Regions from separate parts of the Mus musculus genome. Here regions 1, 2, 3, 4, 6 and 7 are each linked to region 5. A link is a contact called in public promoter capture Hi-C data. All regions are on one chromosome and are shown on one strand. The core of a region is the stretch at or near the end of the contact, and the rest is flanking DNA. Distances in the headings are between cores, read along the strand shown.

What was found. Promoter capture Hi-C pulls out the DNA fragments that hold promoters and counts their contacts. Capture Hi-C pulls out chosen DNA fragments and counts their contacts.
Region 1: a contact with region 5 is called in a promoter capture Hi-C map of adipose tissue, with 2.8 times the contacts expected there. The contact joins the promoter of Tacc1 here to the promoter of Erlin2 in region 5. A contact is called at or near these places in 4 of 39 promoter capture datasets (the HPC-7 cell line, liver, neutrophils and 1 more) and 2 of 9 other capture datasets (adipose tissue and liver).
Region 2: a promoter capture Hi-C map of pre-B cells shows a contact between it and region 5, with 5 times the contacts expected there. The contact joins the promoter of Plpp5 here to the promoter of Erlin2 in region 5. A contact is called at or near these places in 14 of 39 promoter capture datasets (the 3T3-L1 cell line, the HPC-7 cell line, HPC-7-derived erythroid cells and 8 more), 2 of 115 datasets of contacts at active chromatin or transcription factors (acute myeloid leukemia and large pre-B cells) and 2 of 9 other capture datasets (embryonic stem cells and liver).
Region 3: a contact with region 5 is called in a promoter capture Hi-C map of liver, with 3 times the contacts expected there. The contact joins the promoter of Ddhd2 here to the promoter of Erlin2 in region 5. A contact is called at or near these places in 15 of 39 promoter capture datasets (the 3T3-L1 cell line, 3T3-L1-derived adipocytes, the C10 cell line and 9 more), 1 of 484 Hi-C or Micro-C datasets (CD8 T cells), 5 of 115 datasets of contacts at active chromatin or transcription factors (acute myeloid leukemia, extraembryonic endoderm stem cells, large pre-B cells and 2 more) and 3 of 9 other capture datasets (embryonic stem cells, liver and pancreatic islet).
Region 4: a contact with region 5 is called in a promoter capture Hi-C map of pre-B cells, with 7 times the contacts expected there. The contact joins the promoter of Bag4 here to the promoter of Erlin2 in region 5. A contact is called at or near these places in 20 of 39 promoter capture datasets (the 3T3-L1 cell line, 3T3-L1-derived adipocytes, the C10 cell line and 12 more), 1 of 15 datasets of contacts at CTCF or cohesin (large pre-B cells), 3 of 484 Hi-C or Micro-C datasets (cortical neurons, pre-B cells and uterus), 8 of 115 datasets of contacts at active chromatin or transcription factors (astrocytes, embryonic forebrain, embryonic hindbrain and 5 more) and 2 of 9 other capture datasets (adipose tissue and liver).
Region 6: a promoter capture Hi-C map of pre-B cells shows a contact between it and region 5, with 7 times the contacts expected there. The contact joins the promoter of Letm2 here to the promoter of Erlin2 in region 5. A contact is called at or near these places in 14 of 39 promoter capture datasets (the 3T3-L1 cell line, 3T3-L1-derived adipocytes, the C10 cell line and 8 more), 3 of 115 datasets of contacts at active chromatin or transcription factors (extraembryonic endoderm stem cells, large pre-B cells and pro-B cells) and 1 of 9 other capture datasets (liver).
Region 7: a contact with region 5 is called in a promoter capture Hi-C map of embryonic stem cells, with 4 times the contacts expected there. The contact joins the enhancer-like site here to the promoter of Erlin2 in region 5. A contact is called at or near these places in 4 of 39 promoter capture datasets (the 3T3-L1 cell line, embryonic stem cells and hippocampal neurons) and 2 of 115 datasets of contacts at active chromatin or transcription factors (embryonic stem cells and extraembryonic endoderm stem cells).

The regions. Positions count from the first base shown.
Region 1 is chr8:25,200,190-25,202,991 of GRCm38.p6, reverse strand. It overlaps Tacc1 (transforming, acidic coiled-coil containing protein 1), which reads left to right and starts at 1,450. Exons shown (of 13, transcript NM_177089.5): 1 at 1,450-1,870; 2 at 2,786-2,802. The coding sequence starts at 1,707.
Region 2 is chr8:25,718,458-25,721,526 of GRCm38.p6, reverse strand. It overlaps Plpp5 (phospholipid phosphatase 5), which reads right to left and starts at 1,479. Exons shown (of 7, transcript NM_028000.1): 1 at 1,376-1,479; 2 at 1,152-1,260; 3 at 882-972; 4 at 290-353. The coding sequence starts at 1,437. Nsd3 (nuclear receptor binding SET domain protein 3) reads right to left here. Exons shown (of 23, transcript NM_001081269.2): 23 at 1,860-3,069.
Region 3 is chr8:25,753,014-25,755,907 of GRCm38.p6, reverse strand. It overlaps Ddhd2 (DDHD domain containing 2), which reads left to right and starts at 1,628. Exons shown (of 18, transcript NM_028102.1): 1 at 1,628-1,722; 2 at 2,735-2,894. The coding sequence starts at 2,741. It overlaps Gm17484 (predicted gene, 17484), which reads right to left and starts at 1,428. Exons shown (of 2, transcript NR_154462.1): 1 at 1,189-1,428.
Region 4 is chr8:25,783,906-25,786,786 of GRCm38.p6, reverse strand. It overlaps Bag4 (BCL2-associated athanogene 4), which reads left to right and starts at 1,578. Exons shown (of 5, transcript NM_026121.3): 1 at 1,578-1,888. The coding sequence starts at 1,616. Lsm1 (LSM1 homolog, mRNA degradation associated) reads right to left here and starts at 1,196. Exons shown (of 4, transcript NM_026032.1): 1 at 1,070-1,196. The coding sequence starts at 1,115.
Region 5 is chr8:27,022,500-27,025,451 of GRCm38.p6, reverse strand. Erlin2 (ER lipid raft associated 2) reads right to left here and starts at 1,633. Exons shown (of 12, transcript NM_153592.3): 1 at 1,546-1,633; 2 at 274-395. The coding sequence starts at 380.
Region 6 is chr8:25,595,899-25,598,844 of GRCm38.p6, reverse strand. Letm2 (leucine zipper-EF-hand containing transmembrane protein 2) reads left to right here and starts at 1,349. Exons shown (of 11, transcript NM_001364069.1): 1 at 1,349-1,570; 2 at 2,400-2,483. The coding sequence starts at 2,437. D830025C05Rik (a long non-coding RNA gene) reads right to left here and starts at 2,362. Exons shown (of 1, transcript XR_003947362.1): 1 at 1-2,362.
Region 7 is chr8:25,909,033-25,911,847 of GRCm38.p6, reverse strand. It overlaps Kcnu1 (potassium channel, subfamily U, member 1), which reads right to left. Exons shown (of 27, transcript NM_008432.3): 20 at 902-998. Among named protein-coding and RNA genes, the nearest start is that of Kcnu1, 61 kb to the right of the region's middle. Within about 2 kb of position 1,472, at least 73 of the 459 cell types and tissues checked have an H3K27ac peak or open chromatin away from gene starts, as enhancers often do. A contact at or near this core is called in embryonic stem cells and hippocampal neurons, where this site is marked.

The DNA.
Region 1 (2,802 bases), core at 201-2,700, 1.8 Mb after region 5:
GAGAAAGCCCTGAGGGACAAACTGTAATTCCGAGAAGTTCTGGAGTGCAGGAGCTATGCAAGGCACACGAGGATCGGGAGGAGGGAAAAAGAGGGTAGCAGTCTCGAGGAGGAGGAATGATCAAGCCCAGGTAAGGACTTACATGGGTACTATTTTCAAGCTACAGGGGTTTCTAATCTGAAGATTTGCTTGATCATAAACCCAAGACAACGACAGTTGGATAGTCTTGGCATAGTTCTTGTAGACCTAAAACAAAATGACTTCCGCTCACATTTTTAAAAAAAAAGTCTTTCAACACTTTTGACAGTCGTGTTTATCTCAGGCAAGAAGCAGTAATGGGCTCTAAAGTATACTCCTGCCTTTTTTTTTTTTTTATTATGGTAGGATACCTGCCAAGCCTTATCTTACATGTTTGCTTGTCTTTGTTATGAAGTGTATAAGACATTTGTGATTCATCTGCAGTACACGACGTGGTGCCAGCTTCTTTCAGGGTAAGCTCATGAGCATCCTGAAAATCTTCGCCTGACTTTGTTCTGAATTTTGGAGGCACACTCTCTGTGGGAATTGTAGCCACCTCACAGATTCTCTGAGACTGAGAAATGTCAGTATTATGGAAAACACACTGATGAGCTAATGGTCTCAAACTTGGCTTTGGAGGAAATGAATTCACTGGGAGAGAGGACCTGGGGCAGTCTCTTAGTGGAATCCTTCAAAGATAAAGGGGGGAAAATTCTTCTCTTCACCTTCAGAGGTAAAAGCCTTATTCTGAAGACTGTCACCAGATCTTGATGGCTCTGTACTGAAGAAGCAAAGGACATCAGAAACCAAGGACCCAGGAATTATCTGAAAAAAGCCTAAAGTTATGAAAAGAAAGAACAACAGGAAACGGCTCAGGCCGTCTTATCAGGGGGCAATTTTGCATCTATCCCAGGTCAGGGCACTCCGGAGCCCTCATGAGTGTGGCTTGGTGAGGGCAAGACAACTTCAATTCTTCTGTAACCTGGGAGCCTTCCAAATCCTGGGCGTAACAAGGATGGCGCTGACCAGTGTCAAGGATCGGGTACAACACTCTACAGAGGTTCTGAGTTGTTTTGTTTTTAAATAAGGGGCTTAACTTCTGTACAGCGCAGCTTCAGCCACGCCATTAAGTCCTAGCGGCAGGAAACACAGATAAAAGGGGAAGAGGAACAGCGCCGCGGCGCGCACACGCTCGGAAATGGACGGCGGCGGCGCGCGGCGCGCGGCAGGCGCGGATCCCGCGGGGAGGGCGAGCGCGGTCGAGCAGCCCCTGCCCAAGGCCGGGCGCGACCAGCGCGGCGGGGGGAGCGCGCTTCCAAGCGGCCGCCCCCGCGCGCCGCGCCAGTAGTTCGGTCCGAGGGGGCGGCTCCAGGGGCGCGGCTCCGCGGCGGCCGAGGCTGCTCCAGGCGGGAGCGGACCCCAGAGCCCAGCGACGCGGAGCAGGGCTGGCGGGGGAAGAAGCGGGCGGGCGAGCGGGCACGCGCGGGGGCGAGCTTCGGCGCGGCGGCCCGGAGGAGCGGGGGCGAGCGGCGCTGCGGGGCCGTGGGAGGAAGCGCTGCGCCCGGCCCGACGGCGCTCGTTGAGCCACATCCGCGGGTCGCCGGCGACGTTGCCGGCGCCTGTCAAGGCCCCTCCATTTTGAAGGAAGAGGCCGCCGTTCCCCCACCGCAGGGGCGGCAGCCGCGCTCATGGCGTTCAGTCCCTGGCAGATCCTGTCGCCCGTGCAGTGGGCCAAGTGGACGTGGTCCGCGGTGCGCGGTTCGGGCGCCGGAGAGGACGAAGCCGGAGGTCCCGAGGGCGACCCCGAGGAGGAAGAGGACTCGCAAGCCGAGACCAAATCCCTGAGTTTCAGGCAAGTACACCGCATCCCAGCCGAGATGCAGGCGGGCGCCATCCTCCCACCGCGGTCAATGCTGTGTGCGCGCAACCGTGTTCCCGGCTCTGCTGCCCGCAGCCGGGTCCCCGCTGTGTACCCGAAAGTTCGGGATGTTCTGTCTGCCCGTGTGCTTTTCGTCCTCTGTCTTCGCTGTAAGCTTTCTGAACCCAGCCCCGAATCCGCAGTCTGCGCATCCCGGTTTGCCTGGGTCGCTTTCTCGAAGCGTCGACACCCCGGCTCCGACGCAGCGGCACCGGGTAGTGGCAGTTGATAAGGCCAGGTGCGATTTGTAGCGTTTTCCCCTTGTGGGCAAGAAGTCGCTCCACCGCCCTTCTTGGCCCCGCAGTGTCCTAAAATGCAGCCTTGGTAAAAGAGGATCGCGTGATGACAGGTCCCTGGCAGCTGGTGAGAAATGGTGGTCTCTGCTGAGCTGTCACACGTGTGATTGTGGAAGGCAGGTGACGGCATTTTCAGCTTCCAGTGACTTCCAGACAGGTAGAGGCCTACGGAGAAGAACAGTATAGCTAGAATTGGCTTAGTTTGGGGGGTGGGGCGATATTAATTTTTACGCCCCTGGAAAGGGTTGATTGGGAAGTCTTTTTGTGTGTGTGTCTGTGCGTGTGAAAGGCAGCGATGACAAAAAAAAAAAAAAAAAAAAAAAAAAAAAAAAAAAAAAGGTCCTGGTGAGAAGCTTCAGAGGACGAAAGAGATTTCGGGGAGCTAGGATGCTGGGCATCGCTGAAAATGCTGCAGCCGTTCTCAGGCTGGGTTGAGGATTGGTTGGTTGTAAAGTTAGAGGCGCTGTACTTGCACTTTGGTGGCTGAGTACGTTTTAAAGGCAGTTGGAAATACCGTTGACTGTGGTAATGCCTCGTTTTTCCCCCTCGGCAGCTCGGATTCTGAAGGTA
Region 2 (3,069 bases), core at 230-2,729, 1.3 Mb after region 5:
TAGCCACGCGGCCAATGTTCAAGAAAGTCTCTAGCATATGATTGTATCTTAGCACAGAGCAGCTAGTCATACTGCAGCTTTAGGTACATAAAGGTGGTCGCTGTGGGAAATACTCAGGACAGGACGCAGACCAGGTGGTACACTTGGAACAGGCAGAGGGCAGGGAGAGGGAGTTCTGGTGAGAAAGGAGAGACTAGTCTGAGAATCCGGGTAAACACTGCTTGAGAATGTGGTGGTGTGTGTGTGGGGGGCGCTCAGGGAGGTTTGAGTGCCAAGGCTTCTCACTTACCTGCCCACTATCAGTTTGATTATGTTGGTAAAGACACCATTCAGAGCTAGGGCAAGGCTGGCAGCTGGAAAGCAAAGAAGCCGTTAGTGCCATCTGCTTGGAGAAGAGTAAGCCACCACCTCATGAGTAGAGCCTTCATTGCTTTGAGATAGAACCCAACCAGAATAAAAACCCAAACGGCCTAGGGGCAGAGAAGTGGAGCACTGAGGAACACCTATGTGGCACCTGTGTTAATAGGGAACACCTGTGTGGTGTCTGTGTTAATAAGGAACACCTGGCCGGGCGTGGTGGCACACGCCTTTAATCCCAGCACTTGGGAGGCAGAGGCAGGTGGATTTCTGAGTTCAAGGCCAGCCTGGTCTACAAAGTGAGTTCCAGGACAGACAGGGCTACACAGAGAAACCCTGTCTCGAAAAAACAAACAAACAAAAAGGAACACCTGTGTGGCGCCTGTGTTATTAAGCACATTCTCATCAGTACTGCTTTTTGGTCTCATGGGGTAAAAAGACATACTTTAGGGGTACAGAGTAGCTGAACCCCATAGCTACTTGCCAACACTAAGACAGGAACAACTGGAACAAGGGCGACTTACCGAGGCAGGCTTGCTTGCTGTCGGTAGCGTCAGCTTTCCTTAGAAACTTGGCGAGGAAGATCAGGGACAGTGGAGTGAGAAAGGCAATGACCTGAAGGTAAAACACAGGGTCGGTAAAACCAAGTCCCTCCTGGCCTAAAGCACCAGCTGCCGCGCACTAACCAAGATCGGGGCTCAGATTGCCCACCAGACGCCTCGCCCTAGCCCTGGAACTCAAGGCAGGGGAGGAGTCCCTGCCAGCGGAGGAGGGCGGGAGGGCAGCTCACGCACAAACATGCGGCCGGTGGGGAAGTATTCCGCCTCCACGTACGGGTTCCTGTAGAGCCACAGCTCCTCGGGCTGGATCCGCCGCTGGAAGGGAGGGAGCAGCTCGGTCACCCTGGGGAGGAAACGGGGAAGATTGACAGGCTACCTCGGCGGAAGAACCTGCCGCCCCGAGCCGCTTAGGAAGTGCGAGCGCCCAGGGACGCCTGGGAGCGTTGACAGATCCTTACAGGAAAGCCACAAAGAGCAGGACCCGCACGCCCAGCTCGGCTCCCAGGGCCGCCGTCCCCATCCCGCCATACGTGCGGATCAGACGCTGACGTGGCCCCGGCGCGCCGTGGTTCCGCCCGCCCGGTGTCCAGCGCCACCTAGCGAACTCCGCGGGGACTGACTACCAGCGGGGCCTCCGGGCTACAGGAAATTCAGAGCTCATTTGCTGTGTTATGAGTACCACCTAACAGATCACCTTTGGGTCTCAAAGCAATGTGTCCTTCACCAACCACCCAGATCAGCTTATAGGACAAGAAAAGGAACGTCATTCTCCAGAGATGCTTCCTCTACAAAAGCAAACCAGAAAGCCCACTTTAAAGAAACTATGTCTTTGGAGCATTTCGAAGGGAAAAAACTGGGCTGAGGGTGAGTGGTTGTATTTTTGTGTCTCATTTCCCAGTAAACTGTACCATGAAATTACAGGTAAAGAACCAGCCCATATTCTTAAGTAGACCATACAGGACAATTTATTAAAGTCAACCTCAAGCAAGACCTGAAATCAATGGAATGCCATTAAAAGCTTTCCCACATTCTTACAGAAGCAGAAAACATATTTGAATTCTAAAGTATCTGTAAGTTAAAAAGGCAGGATTCCAGTAAATACAATGTACAAAACCTGTCCCACCAGCACACATCAGTAAGAAGCTCAAATGTTACAGGCAATCTCACATACACTACACTAGTTAACAGATATGTACAGGTTAACTAAGATGGTAGGCTCATACTTTGCAATAAGACATTGGTCAATAAACAAAATCCTTAAACTATATTTTGAAGTCATTAAACAGTAATGCCCTAGTAGAATACCCCTGGGGAACATTAACACTAACCCCTTAGTGTTAGGAGCGCCAAGTCACAGAAACTAAAGAGACTGACTAATGGATGTTGACACTTTGATATTTCACAGGTCTACAGCGTTCATTACAGGTAAATACAGATGTAAACAATCTATCAAGAACTTTATTCAAAGAACACAAGGTGAGGGTGGGATCTGCAGATATGTGTTTATTGTGTAATATTTAAATGGACACAAATGAATTTGCCATAGCAGTTGAAAATACACAAATCTTTGTATATAAAAAGAACTTTTTAGCCAGCTGTAATCAGTTAGCAACTTGGTTATTAGCGGCAATACAGTTACTTACCATAGGGTACAAAAAATGAGATGTTAATTGATAACAAAAGTGTAATTCCCTCATTCCCTTTAACTGACAAGAATTCCCTGTTGAGGCAAAATGGCAGATACTTGAAAGCCATCTGCACAGAGCAAGGCTCAGTCAGCAGGTAAGGAAGGCTTCTCGTCCCTTAACGGACGCAGTGAAGTCACAAGAAAACCAAGGACCGAATACTGACTTTGGCAACTTCTATTTTCCCTTGAACTTACAAGTCAATGACTTTCAGAGCCTACTGAAGGACAAACAATACTTTTCTCCCCCCTCCCCCATACACAAATACAAGCGCTCACATCTGCCACTTTTGCAATGGATTGACAAAAGCCAAACAATTGATTTTCCCCCCCTTTTTGAGACAGGGTCTCTCTACATAGTCCTGGCTGGCTGGGAAGCGTTAGGTAGGCCTTGAACTCTCGGAGATCCTCCTGCCTCTGCTTCTGGAGTGCTAGGATTAAAGGCGTGTGCAACCATGCCCAGTGGAA
Region 3 (2,894 bases), core at 379-2,878, 1.3 Mb after region 5:
GAAACTCCAGTTCCAGGGGATCTGCTGCCTCCTGACCTCCACAGGCACCAGACACACACATTATATACACACATAGTAAAATAAATCTAAAATGTTTTAAAATATCAGTGTTAAGGACACCCTGCTCCTGCCCCCCAAATGGGGGGAGGGTTTCCAGTGTGGCCTAGCGTGACTGCACGCACAATCCCTTGGGACAAGGCATGAGTTTGATTCCCAGGACCCCTACAGTGAAAGGAGAGCTGATACCTGAAAGTTATTCTCTGAATTCTACACATGAAGCAGCACATACATGACACACACACACACACTGCATTGGCTGGTTTTGTGTGTCAACTTGACATAGGCTGGAGTTGTCACAGAGAGAGTAGCCTCCCTTGAGGAAATGCCTCAGTGAGATCCAGCTGTAAGGCATTTTCTCAATTAGTGATCAAGGGGGAAAGGCCCCTTGTGGGTGGGACCATCCCTGGCGGGTAGTCTTGGGTTCTATAAGAGAGCAGGCTGAGCAAGCCAGGTGAGGCAAGCCAGTAAAGAACATCCCACCATGGCCTCTGCATCAGCTCCTGCTTCCTGACCTGCTTGGGTTCCAGTCCTGACTTCCTTTGGTGATGAACAGCAATGTGGAAATGTAAGCTGAATAAACCCTTTCCTCCCCAACTTGCTTTTTCGTCATGATGTTTGTGCAGGAACAGAAACCCTAACACACACACACAGACAAATATATAAATGTAGTAATTTTTAAAGGTCGGAGACCAATATGGGGCTTCATAGCAAGGCCATCACAAAACAACAACAAAAAAAATCACACAAAAAATGGTGTTACATTAACGTGCAGATATTGGTGTGTAGGTGTTGACTTGCAGAGACTATGTGGTTTTTTTAAAAAAAAAAAAAGTCCACGTTTTGTTCCTTCTCAGTTTCTGGGGGAAAAAAAAAATCTCGAAGCCTTGTCTTATAATCAAGTTAGAAACCAGCAAAGCCTCTTGTCTTTCCTTCCCGTGGCACCTGCTAGTCAGGCGCTCCAGCGACAATCCGCATCTCTAGCCCTGCCAGTCTCCAGAGCGCTGGGCTTACGTGAATAGCCACCGCCATCACCCTACATCAACTAGGTCAAAAACAAAAAACAAAAAAGCCAACAAACAAAAACCTCATTTGCTGCCTCTTACAGCATCCGTATTCTGTCAGACTCACCTCTTAGGCTTTAGGGATAACTTTGACAGCCTCTCAATCCAAATAGAGGGAGGGAATGGAGGACAGACAGACAGACAGAGCCTTCAGTCACCCCAGTCCTGCCCACCGGGGTTGCCGGGACCCATGAGGGGTCAGAAGGTCCGATTTTCCTCCTTCAAAGCCTCAGCGCAGGCAAGGCCTCCCGTGCGTGTCCCCCACGCCCCTAGCGCGTGCCCGGCGCGTGCCCGGCGCCCGACGTCTGCCCGCAGGAGGAGCCAGGTCTCGCGCGAGTCCCCCAGTCCTCACCGCACATCTCGCGACACTTCGGAGGATCTTTCTGCGCCTCCGGCTCTCACCGGGAGCGCAGCCTCCGCGGGCGCACTGCTCTCCTCCGCTGGAGCGCTGAGGAGCCCGCGGTGTGGGGATTGGGGCGCGGCCGCAGGCTCCGCCCGTCCGCCCCGCCCGGCTTGGGAGGTAGGCTGCAGCGGCGATGTGGCCCGGGCTCCCTCCGCGAGGGCTGAGAGCGCGAGCGGCGGTGTGGACGAGCGAGTCCAGGTCCGCGCGGGAGCCTGGGCCGGGGCGAGCCGGGGGTGGAGAGGCTCCAGTGTGCACGGTATCCCGGGGCATCCGTGGACGGCTCGGCTGCTCTCCTAGATCCCGAACTCGGAGCCCCGAGCTGGCGGCGGGAGCAGGCCGAGGTCTCGGGAGGATAACGGGGAGGCCCGGGGAGTGTTGGTTCCTGAGCTGTGCGGTCCGACCGTGCCCGGTGCAGCGATGCCGCTCGTCCATCTCCCGTCCTGGGCTTTTGGGTTCTGCTTCTATGTCTGCAGCGCTAGTCCGCCGGGTGCTTTAGTGCTGGGGTCGGTGGGAACTCGCCCGACATCCATCGCCCCGGGGGCAGTTGAGGTCATTTGTCACTTTTCATCCGAAACTCTGGCTCTGCGTCTCGGTGGGTCGATGCGCAGCTATAGCCTGCAGGCAAAGTTTCTGTTTGGGCGTTAAATGTACCAGAGCCCGTATTGAAGCACACTGGGAGGATCAGCCAAAATGGTTCTTAAGCGATTAGTTCTGTTTTCTGTATAGTAAGATTCCAATAGTTATGTAAATGTGTGTGTAATTAGAAATGTACAATAGAGCCTGGGGCCTTAAACCTACCTGTTATTACTGTCTGACACACTAAATGGTTTGTAGTGTGCACACCTGGAGGTAGGAAATTTCCAGCCTTCGCTGGTGCTGCTACTTTTATTGTGAAAATTGTGGTAAAACACCCTGTTGCAATCAGTTTTGACCGTGTGTTTCTTGACATTTCTGGGTTTTCTAAAGAGCTTGTTGTATGATTAGACATTTTTTAGTTTTCTAAGGAGAATTGGAAGCTCAGTATAGAATGATGGAGCTGAACATTTTGTTTCTCTCCCCAAATAATTGTGTGTGTATAAAAATTATGTAGCTTTTAAATATTGCTGTTTTCAAGAACAGCTTCCAAAAATGGTTATTGAGCATATGAACATTACAGTGTTAATAGATGCAAAATAATTCTCCTGATAGTTTTTTTTATTTTGTCTTCTAGAGCGAAATGTCATCGGGGGAATCACACCAGGAGCAGCTGTCTCAGTCAGATCCGTCCCCATCCCCGAACTCTTGTAGTTCCTTCGAACTCATAGACATGGACGCCAGTAGTTCCTATGAACCCGTTTCTCCACATTGGTTTTATTGTAAGGTACTAGATT
Region 4 (2,881 bases), core at 329-2,828, 1.2 Mb after region 5:
TTTTTGTTTGTTTGTTTGTTTTTTTAATGCTGCTTTAAAAGTTATATTCATCCCAGCACTTGGGAGGCAAAGGCAGGAAGATTTCTGAGTTCCAGGCCAGCCTGGTGTACAAGGTGAGTTCCAGATCAGCCAGGGCTATACAGAGAAACCCTGTCTCGAAAAACCAAAAAAAAAAAAAAGTTATATTCAAGGAATCATACACAGGTAAGAATTCGGGGCGGGGGAATGAAAGTGGAGGCTGGAGAGATGGTTCAGAAGAGCACGTGTTGCTCTTGCAGAAGATCTGAGTTCCTTTCTCAGCACCCACACTGTGACTCTGTAACTCGGTCCATAACTCCAATTCCAGAGGATCCCAAGAAGAGAAAGTCATCTGGCTTCGTGGATACCAATATGCCCGTGGTTTAATTACATGTAGACGAGACATAAATACACAATAAATTAAACCTTTTAAAACCGAAATTGTAACCTCTTTATTTTTACAGGACTAACCTCCTTTTAGTAAAAGCAAAACTGTCAAACAGAAAAGAGTAAGTTTGAAGTGACTTAGCATTCGCAGAAAATCCCGTTATTACGTCCGGCACCTGTCTCTACAACTTTAATCTGAAAGTGCTAATGACCCTTACAGAAAAAGGAGAGTGCTAGTGGCTATACAACAGAAAGCCTACGTTCTCTGCTAATTAAATTCAACTGCTGTTGTCGGGTCTGGTGAGTCCTTTCTAGAAGCAATCTCCATCCATTCACTGTCAAACGCCTTACGAGGGGCGCAGCATCCGACTTGGGAACGCGAAGTGGCTCAGGCGACTTCCTTCGCGTGCTCTGCCCTTCACGTTCCCAAGTCGGATGCTGCGCCCCTCGGAAGGCGTTTCACAGCTTGGGGGGCGGGGGGCGGGGAGGTGTTACCCGCTCAAGGACAGAGAAGGCAGCTTGGGAAAAGGCTCCGTCCGAGGCTGTGAAGGCAGAACCACCCCGCCCGGGCCCAGAGATCACTCTCTGGGCCCTTGTCGAGGGACGCCCACTCGAAAAGGGGTCCCACACCAGGCTTCCCCCGAGGGAGAGGTTAGGTACTCACTGTCGATGTCCTCGATGAGGCTGGCGGTGCCGGGCATATAGTTCATGTTTGAGCTCTCGCAAGGCTGCACCGGACGGCCGCGAGGGCGTCCAGTCGCCCGTCGGCGGGACGCGGACGGGAACCGGCCGCTCACCTGCAGCTCAGACACCGCTAGTCGCCGGAAGCGTTTCAGGTGACCCCACCCACTTCCGGTATCGCCTGCCCGTCCGCCGAAAGAGGCGTGCCGGGCGTGTTGCCAGTCGGTGGCCGACCACGTTCTCTTCCCCTCCAGTCAGTGCAGTGAAGTCCAGGTCGGAAGGGCGGAGGATAGGCGTTTCCTCACGCGTGACGAGCGCTGCCCCTCGCCTCGCTTTCCCGACCCGAGGCCCGGATTGACCCGTACCGTCCATGACCGTTCCGCGCTCGGCGTGCAAGGGGCGGGACCGGCTCGGGATTGGCTGTAGCCGTCCTATCCCCCTCCGCCGCTCGCCAATAGCGGCCTCCCGCAGGCGCCTGCGCAATGGGACGGTCGTGGGGGGCGGGAAGCGCTTCGCGGCAGCGGAGCCCATGTCGGCCCTGAGGCGCTCGGGCTACGGCCCCAGTGACGGCCCTTCTTACGGCCGCTACTACGGGCCCGGGGGAGGCGATGTCCCGGTGCACGTACCTCCGCCCTTATACCCCCCTCTTCGTCCGGAGCCTCCCCAGCCTCCGGTTTCCTGGCGAGGGCGCGGGGGCGCCCCGGCCGAGACCACCTGGCCGGGCGAAGGCGCAGGTGGCGATGGCTACTACCCCTCGGGAGGCGCCTGGGCAGAAGCGAGCAGAGCCGGGGGAGGCCACCAGGTAAGCTTCGAAGTCTTTTCCGGGGCTCCAGTCGGGAAGTCTTGGGCAGAGGTGAGGACATTTGGGGGTTTTATACTTAGGGTCTGTTAGGACTCGGGTCTCTGATTTGTTCTTCTTTTGGGGACGGTGCAGAGACGAGGACCAGAGATGCGAGGGGAGCTAGGCTTGGGTTCCATTTGTCCCTTCGTTTTGTTTGTTTGTTTGTTTGTTTTTGCTTTTTTTTTTAACTTCAGCCATCATAAGTGTTCTTGTTAACCACGAAAAAAAAAAACGAAAAAATATTCTGCGCTGACTTCCTAAGCTTAGTAGCAGGCTGCAGGATCTCTTTCCCGAGAGCGTAGGTTAGCGTGATTGGGCTGTAACAATTTATCCTGCGTGGCTCGGGGAGCTGCAGCCCCAGCCCTTACTCAGCAGCCCCTCCCACGGGGAAGGGATCGAAACGGGGCGGGCTGATCACTTAGTTCCTTATCACTAAAGCTTTGCCTGGAATTGAATCAGGAGGGATCAATGTTGCAAAGTACCTTAATGTTCTATTTAATCATCGCAAGACTGCAAGACAGATGTTATTAATGCTTCCCAATTTTTGAATGGAGAAGGCTCTGAGAGACCGACTTGCTTAGTATGTTTGGACCTGTAACATTTTGTTGCTTGCATACATGCCAAAAGTGTGTTTCTATTTTATCTTCGTATGGGGCTATCATTCTAGGATGGTGGCACACATCTTTTGGCCTTTGTAACATTCTTACTTGCAGAAAATTAATTATAAAATTCTCACATATCCACGACGGGATTGTAAAATAGTACAGTGCTTTGGAAAATAGCTGGGTCGTTCCTAAAACTTCTGACAGAGAGTTAATTTATGATCTAGCAGGTCTACTTGTAAGTATACTCAAGAAATAGAAAACAAGGGCTGAAAAAACAAAAAACGACAAAAAAAAAGTCTGCTGGTGGTGGCGGCGCATGCCTTTGATCCCAACACTTGGGAGGCAGCCG
Region 5 (2,952 bases), core at 384-2,883:
ACTTCTCAAGTTGCCATCAAGCACTGGGACTGTGCCAACTTTTGGAGAAGCAGCCTTGCAGGGTGGAGACAAGATTCTTCAGGTGATGAAAGAGAAAACTATGTCAAGAGATGATCTTGGAAGAGCAATGGTTCCTTCAGATTTTGCTTTTAAACCCACAAATTCATATCAGCAGCACCTTAAAATACTAAAGGCAGTTTTAAGTTTATAGACTTAAATAAAGACACGCGTGCACCTTATAAGCGGTGAGGGAGCCATCTGTCTCTGCCTTACCTGTAATATACTCCAATATGTCCCTCTTCTATCTTGTGCACAGCTGAGAAGAGAGATGCACAAAAGAAACTGGAAGCCACGGCCACAACAGCTCCCAACTGAGCCATCAGTGAACCTGTATCCTAGAGAGAAGATATGGGACAATGTGTAGCCTGACGTACAGGAGAGCCACCAAGCTGAAGCTCACGTAAAGTGATTCTGGGGCAGCCTGCTGTAACACACACACACTACTTGCCAGATCTACAACTCACTGTGTCCTTGTTCTCAGTCAACATTCCGTTCCTTAACTGTGGAAGTATAATTCCCATTGAAGCAAGGGGGCATTAGCTCCAGAAACAGCTATACCTAAGAGAGATTTGGTGCCATTTGGGCAAGGTTCAAAACACAGCCTTCTCTCCCCTTCACGTTAACATGTTGTCAACAGAGCCATTTATACTTGTAAGGAAGAGAGGCAGCTGCAGGGTGCTGGCCCAAATTACAGAGGATGTCAAATGACAGGCAGCTGTGGCTATGTATTTCTGGTCAGAGCCTCCTACTTCTAATTGCCTGCCATTTCGAAGGAAACCACCAGTCATTCCCTTAGGACCCTGAGGGGGGGAAGAGAGAGAGGGAGGGAGGGAGAGAGAGAAGAGCAAGCAACTGAGTTCCGACGTAGGATTCTCTCTCTGATCTGTCCTCCACCTTCTCTGTTGTTCCTTTGGACTTAAACGGGACAGATCTCTATGTAAAACTGTAACACATTCTCCCATATCCTTTGCCCCCGCAAGCCCCATGGTTATAGGAAACTGGAAATGTCTCAGGCTGGAGACTCTGGACTACTCCGAAGTGAGGGTGGGGTGGGGTGGGGTGGGATGTCCCCAAATGTCCAGGGTCCCAGATGCCACAGAGTTACATGTAGACACTCATTTCCTGAACCCTGAAGGATCTGGAAAACACTACAGTGACGGACGTGCACACCGGGCACAGGGCACGGAGTCCACCTCTCAGGTCTGACTAATTTACTTATTTTTTACCGTAGCGGCCTTCAGCTACCGAGCAGCAGGAGTGTCCTCTCTGCAAATGTCCTCACTACCACCCCAAAGCCACCTCTTGCCCTTTCCCCGCCCTCCTCCGCGAGGCAGACACGGCCGAGAGCTTCCGCTCGGACCCGTGGGCAGGGGACTGGACTCCCGGGTGGGCGAGCTGAGGGGGCTCAGGACGTCAGCTCCAGCCGCGCCCACCCCCCGAGCCTCAGCGATGCCGAGCGTGCACGGAGGGGCGGCGGCCGCGTACCAGGCTGTCCCTCCAGGCGCTCCGTACACAGCCGAACCCCCGTGCAACCGTAGAAACCGCCACACCCCTCAGCACCCTACTTCCTTCCGGGCCAGTCGCTTCGATGACGCCATCAGTCCGCGCGCGCGCAAAAAATAAAAAAAATAAATAAATAAAAAGAAGACCCCGCCCACACCACACCCCTGTGCTCGTCCGGCCGCTCCGCCCCCTCGCGCTGCGAGCCGCAGTGTTCGGCGGTGGCGCCAGGGGACGCTCGCGAGCTGGCACACTGGCTGCGCACCTAGGCTTGCGGGTTTTAGGATGCCCAGGGCTGGCAGAGCGGGCTCCGGACACCAAGGCTCTGGTATCACCTTCCGAGGCGCTGGCTTCGGAGGTTGCTAGAGATTCTCCTTCGCTTCAAGTCCGAGCTGGATTTCTTTTCTTCTTCCGGAGCCGGGATCAATGCGATGCAGCGTTCTTGTCCTTCTGCTCGCTTCTTTTCCTGCTGCATTAGCCGAAGGAAACTTTCAAAGGTGCAGATTATGACGTCGCCAGTCAACAGTCCTACTCTGAGTTGCCCTTTATACTTTTCTGAGAGCTTTGTTTGGCCTTGAGGTCCCCACAGCAACATAAAGTAATTAACAAGGAATTATTGTTCCGATTTTTAATGAACGGATTCTGAAATCTGTGAGTGCTGAGGTCAACAGCAGTTGTTGAAAACTTAGCATTTCCTTAATAGTTCGGGCTTCCTGTCTTGCTTAACACATGCCATGGTGAGCTTTTGTCTGTCATCTGCACCCCCCCCCCCCCGGGGGGGTATAGCAGACCAGGAAGAAAACGTTTTTCCTAGCCTAAAGCCCTCACATGACCTCACCCTGCCATAGCGTTACCTTTGGACATTCATACTGGGCCTTTTCTCCGTTTTGTCCTGGGGCTGGAACTAAGGGCTTTATGGCTGTCCTCTATCCCCAATCTGCTTCTTTAGCAGGAAATTTCTAAACCGGCCACTGCAGTCATTTTGTTTGCAGGCCAGGAAGTGCCCACTTTAACTCCTGCTTTTAGTACATGAAAAGGCTTTTCCGTACAGTAGATGGCCAGTGGTCAATGTCCGACGATTTTAGGACTCAGGAAAAGAAGAGTAAAGGAACCCCTTTGTCTTCTCCCAAAAGCCAAGGCACTGAAACTGAATTCAAAGTTCCGGGAAGCCAGATGTTTGGTGACAGCAGAAGAAAAGCAGCTGCCCCCAATCCCAGACACCCAGTGGCTGCAGAAGAAGACAACAGACCAAGTAGTTTCAAAACAGCTTGTCTAAGGGACCCAGCAAACTCCCCATTCTGCCCCTAAAGATCCCCCTCCCACTTCCCGATTCTTAGCTACAAAACCTGAGGCTTGAAGCATGTGACCTGCCTTCTCCTGGACTCTGGTTCC
Region 6 (2,946 bases), core at 100-2,599, 1.4 Mb after region 5:
TTCTTTTCTTTTTTAGTTCTTTTGAAACAGGATCCCACTGTGTAGCCCTGGCTGTCTTGGAACTCACTTTGTAGACCAGAGTGACCTTGAGCTCACACAGATCTGCCAGTCTTGTCTATTAAGTACTGGCATAAAAGGCATGCACTACCATGCCCAGCCCTCAAAACTTATTCTATTTTGTACAGCTCATAATTTTATCATCAGAGTTCTCAGAAAAGTTGAAGAAAGCTCGAGCCAGGCATGGTGGTGCACACATTTAAATCTGAGCAATTTAGAGGACCAGGCAAATGAATCTCTGTGAGTTCAAGGCAAGCCTGGTCTACATAACGAGTTCTGGGCCAGCCAGGCCTACATCGTGAAACCCTGTCTCTAAATAAATAAATAAGCAAGCAAACTAAAATATAGAGTCAAAGATGGCTGCAGTGGTACACACTTGTAACTAAGCACTGGGGAGGCAGGCAGGTGGTTCAAGGGTTCAAGACCACTTTCTGCTACTACCTATTGAGTTCCAGCCCAGCCCGTGTTACATAAGAACCCCGCAAAATAAAAAGAAATTGAAAAAAAAAAAAACAGATAAATAGGAACAAGAATGCTTTCAGAACTTTAACTTTCCCAAGATGGCTAGTTGCCCGCCCTAGGAACGTAAACGTCCTCAAACCCACAATGCCTATCTTATTTAACAAGTACTCTAGAATATATTTTTGAATGTTGAGATTTCTACACAACTAATGATAAGCGACAACATGAAACCATTTTTTAAAGAGAAAAATCAAATTCCGTATGAAGATTTCAGAAGCATTCCAGCCTTCGACCCCGCAGAAGAAAGGTTTTTTTTTTTTTTTTTTTTTTTTTTCTCAGTGCTGCCCCTCTGCCACCAGGACCTCACAACCTCCTTCGCCAACCCAAGACCTCTAGGCAGTTTCGGAGACTAAAGGGTGAGGAACGGAATCATCAAAGTGATGTCATCAGTGACTCCAATTTGGGTTACAAAGGCTACTATCAGACCTTACTCTGGTAGGGCCTCCATTCAAGGAGTTCTCGAGGAGTTGGCTAGACTACAGAATGTGGGCAGGCAGGGGGGGGGGGGGGACGCAGCTTTGGTCCTGTAGTACAGACGCTGCCTCAACTAACTCCGACCCAGAAGTGACTTCGCGGGCTCGTGCGGGGGACCTTGTTGCCTTCCGCGCGGCTGCCGTGAAGGACGCGAGCCAGTCCCAGGATTTGAGAGCTCATTGGATGGTAGTGGCGTCACTCGGAGTGACGTCACAGGGCGAGGCGCAGGAGGTGGAACCATGGAGACTGGGCTTCCGGCCCCTTTAGCGTGGGGGCGGGGAGGAATTGGGAAGGTAGGGTTGGGGCCTTAGTCACCTCGCAGCGGACAAGGGCTCCCTCGGCGTCTCCCGTCAACCCCGATCTCTCCCCTAAACTTTGGACATTCTCCCCTACGGTGTACCTGACCCCACTCCAACAATCCCCAGACCCACCGCAGTCCTCCCCACTTTCCGCGGAGACTACCGGCCGAGAGCCGAGGGCGCCTTTTGCACCGGTGCGGCGAGCGCGGGGTGCAGAGGTAACCCCGCAGCGCTGGGCGTGGGGTTCCCCCGAAACGCCGGGCAGACTGCCTGGGAGTGGCCCGTAGCCCCGGGGCCAAGGGCTGGGGAGCCTCCGCAACAGGCCCGGCCTCCCTCCGGAGGAGCGCTGTCCGCGGTGGGGCTGGTTTCCGAGGTGCTGTGCCCGGTTCGCGATGTTTACTTTTTAGCTGAGGTTTCCATAGGGTGGGGTTGAGGGCCTGGGGAACCTCCTTCCGGCACGATTGCGAGATCGCAGTGTTATGCCAGTAGCTGAGAAGCGGCTCGGGGTGGAGAACGGTTTTAGTTAAAGGTACAGAGCTTAGTTCGGACTCTGGAGATTCTGCATCTGCGCTTGAGCCTTTAGTAGATACCATTATGTCTTCGCTGTTCCCACATGAAATTAGTGAGAACTTTTAGACTTTTGGGTTGGTGGTAAATGAATCCAGGGTGCTTACTTTCTACTTGTATTTTCTGGTTACAGATAAAGATGTCTTTCTCCTTTTAACCGTCGCAGCAGATTATTAGACACTATTGACCAGAAATTTAAAAAATTAAAAAAAAAAAAGCCTTTGGAGGCCACATCGTCTTCAGGATCATCTTCTTAGAACCCATTTCTGTGTGTTTGGATCGAAAAAGTACCATTTTCAAATCCAGAGCTAAGAAAATACTGAGGCTTTTGTAAATGAACTTGAAGGAAATTTTACACCTTGAATATGCAAATCTCTCTCTTTGCCTTAGTTTTTCTTAAAAAAAAAAAAAAACCACCTAAATTCTCATGTTTAATTGATTCCTTTTTAAAATACTAAATTGTTTGCTTCTTTTGCCTAGGTCTCTGTGTTGGTTAGTTGAAACAAAAAAAATAAACATGGCCTTCTACAGTTATAATTCATTCTTAGCTATTTTCTGGACAAGGTAAGGCTTGGAGTTTCCCACAAAAAAAAATGTATATAAACTCATGCATCTATATGAAAAACATGTGTTGTAAAAGACGTGGTGACAAATGCGTTTAGTCCCAGCACTCAGGAGACAGAGGCAGGCTGGTCTCTGAGTTCAAGGCCAGCCTGGGCTACATATCAAGACCGTCTCAAAAATATACATAAATAAATAAAGGAAGTAACCAACAAAACAAAAAGATTGGCTTAGTACAGAAAACCTTGCTGAGTTTTCAATACATTTCAAGGAAGAACATATTTTAATTTGAACTGCTTTAGAATGTAAGCTGAGTAATTTTGGAAATACATGATAGAGGAAAATAGATGAGACAGTTTTAGAGTGGCATTTCTGTTATTGATGAAGATTACACGAGGACCTCAGGTGTAAGGAAAAGTAAAATGGCTCTTAAACAAGCTTAGCCCAGGACATGTTCCAGTCTAAG
Region 7 (2,815 bases), core at 223-2,722, 1.1 Mb after region 5:
GTGTGCTTAATGAGTGTGATCTAATAAAAGCCCTCTCTCCCACCCCCCACCCCCACCCCGCTCCCTGCTTCTCATCAATGTGCCCATCTGGATCCAACCTCTCAGCTTTTCTTAAAAACCTGCTCTCTGTTGAAAACACGTCTGGCTTCTGCTCCGTGGATGTTTACTGAGCATGCTCCGTGGATATTTACTGAGCATGCTCCGTGGATGTTTACTGAGCACGGATGGAACTGCTGAGATACTGGTTTGGCAGCTGGAGGAGTCTTCCTGCTGCTATCACAGCTCCGAGAGAGTAATGATTCTGATCAAATAGGGGGGGTCAGGTTTTATAAATATTGGGACATGTCCTGTCAGGATACTGGCATTGAACCACCGAGATGGGGTATAGGGGGAATGGTATGTGTACTTAAGTGCTTTTGAAAATCAAGGAAATAGTTATAATTATTAGGTAGTTGTAGATGGGAAGGGTATCTGCTTGAGCGCAGAACTACAACATCTACAAGGCTCAGGGTCAGGGGTGAGGGGAGGCAGCGTTTAACAGATTCCTCTTTTTTTTTTTTTTAAGTGAATGTGTTAAGTTGTAAACATGTACACTGTAGTAAATATGTTTATCTGGCACCTTTAGATTTGCTAGGTTTCAGGAAAGCATTGTCAGAAGTCATTACTTCAGATAAACCGCTCAAAGAAGGACCTCATAGGTAAAGCGACATGCATTTTAACCCCAGCATACCGCTACCCAGTCTTTGTGTCATGCCTCGTGGTCGGTGATGTGTGTGGCTGATGTATCTTTCCTTCTGAATTAATGGTTTACAAAAGAGCCGAGTGCTCCTTATGATGCACAGGTCATTCTTCACCCTCCAAAGGACTTCTGTCACTGGGACTCTGAGGTGTGGTGACCTACCAGAACCACCTTGTCCAAGGGCATTGCTCTGCACCAGTGAAACATGCCACTGCTGTCCAGCATGTCGGTATCATCCACTGTGTCGTTTGTCGTTGGTCTAAGCAGAGAGAGTGAAGAGAATGTTCAGGAAACATGGGTGATAACGCTAAGGTTGGAGCCATAGCTCATTGACCTGCTCCAGTCACATGGTTCCTTCTAACCCTAAGGGAGCTGGGAGCATATTGATGTATAGCTAATAAATTGCAAAGCTTCCACTTAAGGCTTAGGTTAGAGGATGCTCTTGCTCGAAATACGCCAACTCTCCCATATATGGACTGGTGGGACACAGCAAATTAGGTCCAGAGAAACGAGAGACACAAGGTCTGAGGTAGAGAGAGTCTCCCTGTGGGAGACTGCACTGCTGGGACCATAATCAACGCTGAATTCAGTGGCCAGAATGGAGAACGTGAGCGGAGCCATGATCGCCGAACCTGGAGAGGCAAATGGACGTTCATCCCCCACCCCACCCTCTCTCACGTGGCCAGGATCATGGGCCGTGCACAGCTGTGACTGGATGCAGCAGAGACAGAACCCAGCAGGCAGGGAGAAGAGTGAACCCAGCAGGCTATGGACGGTATAGCAGAAAAGGGCCACAGGACCCTGATGTGGAGAGATTGAGCATGTTCGCCCTCTCCCCGCCCCCACCATTCCCAGCCAAGCGGAAATGCAGGAGCAGCAAGGAGAAGGTTGAATGTGGCGGAGGCTGAATGCCGTCACCGGTGAGGAGAGTGGGAATAGCATCAGAAAAGGGGTCCAGGAGATCGGCAATGCTCACCGCCTCCCCACCCCACCACTTCCGGGAGGAACAAGGAATCAGGACCAAGGGAAGAGCCCCCAGACCGTACAAACAGCCCCGGAAGTGGCACGTGTCTGCTGCCTCTCTAAGGGATCCAAAGGCCGGGTTATTGTTCTTAAGCTCTGGGTTTTTCATAGGAACCTACCTTGCTTTAAAATTCATCAACAAAAACGAACTAGATATCAACCGTAAAGATATCTGTCCAATGGTTCATACCTTTAATCCCAGCATTCGGGAGGCAGAAGCAGGGGCATTTCTGTGAGTTCGAGGCCAGCCTGGTCTACATTGTGAGCCTTTGTCTCAAAACAAAAATTAAAAAAAAAAAAAATTAAAAAACAACCAAACAAAACAGGTGTGTGTCCCCTGGATCTGTCTGGAACAGAGAGTGAGATATGTTCAGTAACCCCCAGCCTGATTCAGGACAGATGAATAAGGACACCCTTTCTTGCATTTGTGCCTTGGGCCATCTCCTTGTTCATCACACAGAATAGGAAAATGAGGGGCAAAGGCCCTGCCCGCCACTATACAGCAAAGCTCAGGTGGAGCGGAAGACACCCAGAGGCCCGTGCCCCACTAATATGAACTAGGACATGGTGGATGGGAGAGAAAGAGACACAAATCCCTGTGTGCACAGTGAAGAGAGGCAGAACTGGAGATGTGAGGGTGCTGAGAAACCTGGGCAGTGTGGGAGCGCTAGCCCCACTCCTTGAGGCTGCACTTGGGAAAGCAGGCCCTTCACCTTTCCTGGGAGCTGGTGGCATGGGAAGGGTGAGTCAGCCCTAAGCTCTTGAGCACAGGAGGGCATGAGAGCCTCAGAGTGACCCCAGACCTCAAAGGTTATGCAGTGGTGCGGGCACAAGAGCTATAGCTCCTGCTTTCCCTGACCCTCACTACCTGCAGCAGGCAGGACAGCCTGCCCCACCTCTTGTCAGGGCAAAGTGGGAGAGCTAGCCCTAGCAGTGTGAATGCCGGAGAGTTAGCAGGCTGACCAACTCAGCTACCACCCAGACCTAGATCCAAGGCTTTGAGTTGGCCTACCCCAACATCTACCCTATTGATGAACTGCTGGAGTGTGTGAA